Linked DNA regions of Mus musculus: region 1 is linked to region 2. A link is a contact called in public HiCAR-type data. All regions are on one chromosome and are shown on one strand. Each heading gives the region's core, a stretch centred on a gene start, on an enhancer-like site or on the middle of the called end of the contact. The rest is flanking DNA. Distances are from core to core; before and after follow the strand shown. Region 1 overlaps Sgk1 (serum/glucocorticoid regulated kinase 1). Region 2 has its middle 9.4 kb from the start of Gm5420.

Evidence for each region. HiCAR-type assays count read pairs that join an accessible place to other places.
Region 1: a HiCAR-type map of astrocytes shows a contact between it and region 2, with 2.9 times the contacts expected there. The contact joins two enhancer-like sites. A contact is called at or near these places in 8 of 39 promoter capture datasets (the C10 cell line, the HPC-7 cell line, cranial neural crest and 4 more), 1 of 484 Hi-C or Micro-C datasets (nephron progenitors), 3 of 115 datasets of contacts at active chromatin or transcription factors (astrocytes, cardiomyocytes and pancreatic cancer cells) and 1 of 9 other capture datasets (adipose tissue).

Annotation. Positions count from the first base shown.
Region 1 is chr10:21,921,780-21,925,052 of GRCm38.p6, reverse strand. The region is part of intron 1 of Sgk1 (serum/glucocorticoid regulated kinase 1); the gene reads right to left. Among named protein-coding and RNA genes, the nearest start is that of Gm46215, 41 kb to the right of the region's middle. Within about 2 kb of position 1,367, at least 126 of the 459 cell types and tissues checked have an H3K27ac peak or open chromatin away from gene starts, as enhancers often do. A contact at or near this core is called in astrocytes and neural stem cells, where this site is marked.
Region 2 is chr10:21,679,697-21,683,210 of GRCm38.p6, reverse strand. No RefSeq gene overlaps it. Among named protein-coding and RNA genes, the nearest start is that of Gm5420, 9.4 kb to the left of the region's middle. Within about 2 kb of position 2,235, at least 46 of the 459 cell types and tissues checked have an H3K27ac peak or open chromatin away from gene starts, as enhancers often do. A contact at or near this core is called in astrocytes and neural stem cells, where this site is marked.

The sequences.
Region 1 (3,273 bases), core at 118-2,617, 240 kb before region 2:
ATTTCCAATGCTATCCCAAAAGTCCCCCATACCCTCCCCCACTCCCCTACCCACCCACTCCCACTTTTTGGCCCTGGCGTACCCCTGTACTGGGGCATATAAAGTTTACATGACCAATGGGCCTATTTTTCCAGTGATGGGCTACTAGGCCATCTTTTGATACATATGCAGCTAGAGACAAGAGCTCCGGGGTACTGGTTAGTTCATAATGTTGTTCCACCTATAAGTTTGCAGATCCCTTTAGCTCCTTGGGTACTTTCTCTAGCTCCTCCATTGGGAGCCCTATGATCCATCCATTAGCTGACTATGAGCATCCACATCTGTGTTTGCTAGGCCCCGGCATAGTCTCACAAGAGACACTGAATTATAATTTGAGGTGTTAATATATAAGACAGGACATGAAGCAGGGTTCTTCCAGGGTTGAAGGCCCCTGTTTCCACCAACCTGAGGCCAGTGCTGGGCAGTAAAGGTGGAACTGTGGCTACAAGGTGTCACATGAGTGGGCGAGTCCCCAGGTCTGCATTTTGGGAGGGTGGAGGGTGGGGAAAGCCAGGCAGCGAACACGGAAGCTTGAGATGGAGAGCCAACCACAGCTGCCAGAAAAGCAAAAGAAAACAATGGCTGTTGCGGATTTATTTGGAAAGTGTGTGTCCTCGATGGCTGTTACGGATTTATTTGGGAATTGTATGTCCTCTATCTGCCCAGTGTTGATTCTTTGAATCCATTGCGCATCTTTCTCTGAAGCTAAGAGAAATCTACGATTTGCGCATGTGCCAAGAGCAGACGTGTCTGCTGTTTTAAATCAGTCTGCTGTGGGCACAGTGAGGATGGGTCTCGGACGCCAAGACTTTTGACAAATCAACCCATTCCAGACCTTAATGAGAATATGGTCGCCTCTCTGCAGAGAGTGTAGCTAGGGAAGGAAGTAATCTATTTGTTCAGGGGTATTAGAGAAAAACATCACAAAAGCGACATTTTCTAGCAGGAATGGAAACGGCTGCATGCTTTTTCTTGGTTTAGTCTTCACTCTGACTTCAGTATGTTCTCTCCTGTTCCTTGCTGACGATTTTCGATTTTCGCTAGCTTCGTAGCTATGGGGCCTTAATTAAGGACAGAGTTTATGGTATTTACTTTAGCCTCAGAAATCCCTGGAGAGTGGCTGGGGTGTGAGATGTGAATACAGTCATAGACTCCCTCTCCAGCCCTGCAGCCTGGGCAAGGTGCCCTTTAAAACTGCTGAGCTGAGAGCTTCTCCATCAGGCCCCTAGGGAATTCAAGCTACAGCCCGCCCCTTGCGCTCCTGGGGGCAGCGGGAGCTGAATTGCTTGGGTGGAGGGAGGGTTGTGAGTGGCTTTGGGAATCCTCAGAGACCAGCCACAATGGCTCTGAGCTGGAGACAGCTGCAAGACTCTTCGAGATGTGAATGGCCGGATACAGAAGCAGCCCTGGTTGTGTGGCCACCTGGGCCTCGTTTTTCTTCATGGCTGCGCCATGGTTGTGAAGAGCATTGTAAACAAACGCAGACTGGAGGATATGTCCGTCTAAAACAAAGCAAGAGTTCCGTAGACGGGAGCCTGGAGGGGTCTAGTTCCAAATTAAACCGGAGTTCGGAAGCAGCTATCTTGGGAGCCTGGAGTCAAAGCTTAAGACCATAGCTAGATTTCTGGGCAGTACCTAGGTAAAACACTAAGTGTAATTCTTTGCTAAATCTAGTCTGCCTTGGTTTTTATTAATTTATTTGAAGGGAGAAAAAAAAAAAGCTATCCAGAAACCACAGTCCCCTCGGAGAGCTGCCAGATACGATTAAGGAGATTGGCCAGCTTTTAGGGATTTTCCACTTGTGGTTCTTTTTCCTATTATGTAATAGTAAACAGATATTACTCTTCATATAAGATGGCTTAGTTGATAATGATATTATCAACTGATGCGGAAAATTGATAGCTAGTCGGCACTTCTGTGTGATCCCAGCCGGCAGAGCCTGTCTGGATTTCGGGAGGGAGAGTTGCCTCTTTCTCAAAAGCCATGGGAACCAGACATAGAGCAACTGTGATTTCAGAGAGGCACCATTCATCATGGAAAACCTACTGCTTATATACTGCCATTGTAACTTCCAATTCTCCCAAGTTGGGTAGTGCCTGAGAGCCCAGCCCTTCAGAGGTTAAGGCAGGAGGATTGGAAGGAGTGTAAGGACGCCCTGGCTGAGTGCCAGGGCAGCCTGGGCGACCCAGCAAGAGCTTGTATTAAACAAAACAAACCCAATCCAATACCTCAATCCCCAACAACAAAACAAAGCAAAGAATTAAAAATAAATACATTTTAAAAAAGCCTTTAAATCCTGATATAAACCAGTTTTCTAGTGAAAACATTCAAGCAATTATAAAAGGAAGACCCTGCTCACACCGCCACCCCCACCCCCACCACCAAGTACTTGCAGACTGGGTACCTGATGGCAGACAGGTTACAGGGAATATATGGCCTCTCACGTTGGTGCCCAGAGAGCTATTCCACAGTCTCCAAAACTCTGACAATGCAGTAACATGAACTTATTCTCCTTACCTCAGCTATAGCTGCCAATCACACAACTTTTTTTTTCCCTCTGAACATCTTTATTGTGTATATGAAACCACACGATTTGCTTTTTCTATTTCTTCTATGTCTGTGGACTGTGAGGATAAGATTCACTGCTTGGATTCTTTTAAGGCATAAGCAATATGGACTTACAAATCAAATAGCAAGCACTCTGTTGTTTTAAATGATAATTATGTTAGTTTATGGATGTCCACAAGCTTTGCTAAGATCCCCTATTGAGGTACGATATACACACATTTAGTTTCGTCCCTTATATAGCCTGTCCTGAAGAGGCACCCCGAGAAGACTGAGTGGCCTCTGGAATTCCCCAGCTTTCGGTGCCTTTGGGATTTCCCAGTCCCTTCCCATGCATCCTGTTCTAGATTCCCAAGGTCTAACCTTGCATTTCTCCAGGCCTGGTCTGGGGGATGGCTGGTGAGGGCCCAGGAGGAAGAGAGTGGAAAGGGAGGGAGACATGTCTGTACCATCCTCCATGTTGGAACTCACAGGAAGCCCCACCCCCAGAATCAGTGTGTTGTGTGTGTTACACACCACACAAGTCTCAGCCTTGAACTCAGTAATTTAAAGTCCCCTTCTGACCCCACTAAAATACCACCCACTGATCGGTGACAGGCAGAGCTCAGGGACTCGTTAATATGAGGATTTTGAAATGAAGATAAAGTTCTTATTATTTCTTAAAATTGT
Region 2 (3,514 bases), core at 986-3,485:
CTGAGCACATCTCATCCGTCCAATTCCTGAGGCATTGGGCTCTCAGTGTCCATGGATACTAGTTTCAGAAAGAGGAAGGCTTCAATTCAAACCATGCTATGAGTTGATTGAAGTAGACTGCCGCCCAGCTTCTTGACTCATGACATCTAACCCACAGACGAAAAGGAATTGATTTGTAAGGAAACTGTTTCTGCATGAGAGAGCAAAGGCATGCATGTGCGAAAGAGCTAAAGATCTTAGAGGTTGCTCCCAGTCTTCTCTTAACTGTAATTAAAGGCAATGGGAAACCACTTACTCAATTAGCAGAACTGCTAATGACCCCGAGCCTTTGAGAAAAAAAGATTCGGTCCACACCATTAAACAAGAATCCACAACCAACTCAGGCAATCAGAGGGAGGGAGATGGGAAAAGGTGACTATAACTGTTCATCTGTGGCCATGTGATCATGCAGACATAAGTAATAATTATGGGCCTTTCTATTTCATTTTGTTACGGTTATCTATGTATATGTAATTATACAAGTATAAATGTCTCATCTGTTACCTTTGTATGTCTTCTCTCACATCTCCTTGCCATGTGATGAGTAGTAACTTAATATGTATAGGATAGAGTACCAAAGGGGATGTGCATGCCACCTGGGCAACAGGGTAACATCTTCCAAAGTCAAGAAAAAGAGCCTTAGAGTTTCTTCTGGAGGAAAGGTAAGTGTGATTTTGGTTGTACTTGGGAGATACATCATGGTGGGAGGGGACAGTGCACAACCTTAACGTGGAAACTGAATGTGACACAGGAGGGGTAGGAGAGTTCAGACTGGAAGGTACGGCTGTTTAGTGAGCAGACATGACTAGGCTGAATTCTGTCTCCTAGGACTCCCTTTCCTTTGTATTTTGGGTAGGTGGGGCCACAAGTGTGAATCTTGGGCAAGAGCTGGAGGCAGAAGCAAGCTGCAGTTATTTTAGAGCTCTGAATGCTGCCCTTTCACTGCTTGGCCATTTCTTGCATGAGGTAGCAGATAGGCCTGCAACAACCTACCATCCTCTGGATGGTCCTCTGTAAGCTTATAGAACTCTCCAGCCAGGTCTGAGTGTGTGTGTGTGTGTGTGTGGTGTGTGTGTGTGTGTGTGTGTGTGTGTGTGTGTGTGTAGGGTCCTTCTCCTATAGAACACCATATAGTCAATATAAAAATCATTAAGAAGAAATGACAAAAAAAATTGTTTGCCTTTATGAGTTCCAACTGTATCTGATGTCCAGTCCATCTTTCCTTCTTTATATTCATTTTTCTTTTACATAAAATATGCTCATAGACTTTAATTTCCAACATCATATGTGAAGATAATAGCCTCACAGAGGTGGTTCACTATACCCCATAATTTTGGAAGGTTAAATTCCTGGCCCTACATGATAGGCATGCATACACACACACACACACACACACACACACACACACACACACTTATATACATATACACATACACATACACATACACATACACATACACATACACATACACATACATATACATATACAATGCATGTACATATATTTACCATTTTTTGCTTCCTTTATTTAAACATGATCATTTTTAATTTTAAAATTATATATTTTTACATCATTTCTTCCCTTCCTTCTTCCCTCTAACCCTTACCACATTCTTTCCCTTCAACTCTCTTTACCTTATTCCTTCCTAAATTCATTACTTTTAATTATTATTGTCATTCATATATGCATGCATAGTAATTTTATGTTTGAGATCTTCAGGAGCCAGAAGAGGGAATTGGATTCCCTGGGACTAGAATAACATAGTTGTAAGCAACCATATAGGTGCTGGGTTCTCTGGAAGAGCTGCTAGTGTTCTTACCCACTAAGCAATCTCTTCAGCCTTGACATACAGTCTTTATAGAGCAAAGCTTTATTGAAGTTTGATCAATATAGTATAAACAGTATTTACTTAGGTTGTACAACTCAAATGTTGATGTAAACTGATTTCTAAGAAGCAACCAGGTTATCAGAAGGGATATGTTTGGAACATTTCCTTGTAGCAGGAAGATCTGGAGATGCAATCGTTAGATCAGCCTCACTGGTAAGTAGACAGGAATATGCTTCTCTGGATAAGGCTTCTGAAGACCTGATTTTTCCACATCAAACAGAAACCCTCGCCAGTGGAGTAGAGCTAGGCATGGCTGTCTCCAGAGGTTACCTAGGCAACCCAGCCTTCAGCCAGTAAGTTCTGAGTGGGATATCTGAGGGAGACACTGAATGGCTCCAGCCTGAATAGCATTCTTGTTAGTTTTCTTTACAGCACGAGCATGTGAATGCTGAAGCCCCAAGCCTGTCTTTTCACTGGTTTCTCTCTGGCCTGGATTGATCGCCCACTGCCCAGATCAGCCAGTAGAGAGATTGTTCCTCAGGGTGCCCTGTTCCTCAGGGTCTCCAACAAGGAGAATCAAAGAAGGCAACATAATGCAAGGAGCATTTGATTGCCAATCAAAGATCTAGAGTTTTAACAGAGAGCTGTGGCATATTTCCTAGATACGTGACTATATATGCGATTCTCATTGTACCTCATCTCAGCTGTAACCAAAGGAGCAAAACAATGTGATATTGAAAAATCTCTGGATTCTGTGCATCTAAGGGTAGACCAATACAAGCATCACTGATTTACATGTGCAGTTATGCCAAGGAGGACATAGAGAGCCTGAGTCAAATTCCTTCTGGTTACTATGTTAGACGATATAACACAGACATTCAACCACCCACCCAGTCACTAGATACATGAATCCCCACTGGTTACTATGTTAGATGCTATAGCACAGGCATCCAACCACCCAGCCAATCATTAGGGATATGATATTTTCTAGACACTGGAAATAGAAAGATGAATGGAAATAGGATTCTCCTTCTTGAATTGCCCATAGCTCACTAAGGGGAGATAAATATATTCATAGCTAATGTCAATATGTGGAAATTTCAGTAAGGATGTTCAGAACAAAGAAGGTGTTTGGTGATATTGTTATCCTGTAAACCTGGACAAAGTTACAGGCAGACAAGTGACCTTTCCTTTTGTGGAGAAGTCATGGTTGTTACCCTTACTCCTTACCATGTGCTGTTACTGACAATGCTAGGATTCTCATGTATCACAAGTGTCGGCAGGCCTCGAGGAACAGGGAGAAGAAAAGGAAGAGAATAAATCCTGTCCTCCACGTAGCCAGCCACGTAACCATCATGGTTTCTTTACTGATAGACAACCAAAAACTTTCTGAGAAAAAGGAGACGGTATCTAAGATTGGCCCACTTTAACTAGCCCAATGTTATCAATTTATATTCTTCATTATAATTGTGGTGGTTTAAAACTGGGAGTTCATCCTCACTGGACAAATATGCATTTTTGAGGTTATGTCATGCAAGCTAAAAATACTCACAAATAGGCATCTAAACCCTCCAGATACGGATTTCAATCCTTACATTTCTATTTTCAAAACACTTTCTGAGGCTTCTCAGTTTTGTCAATAATCA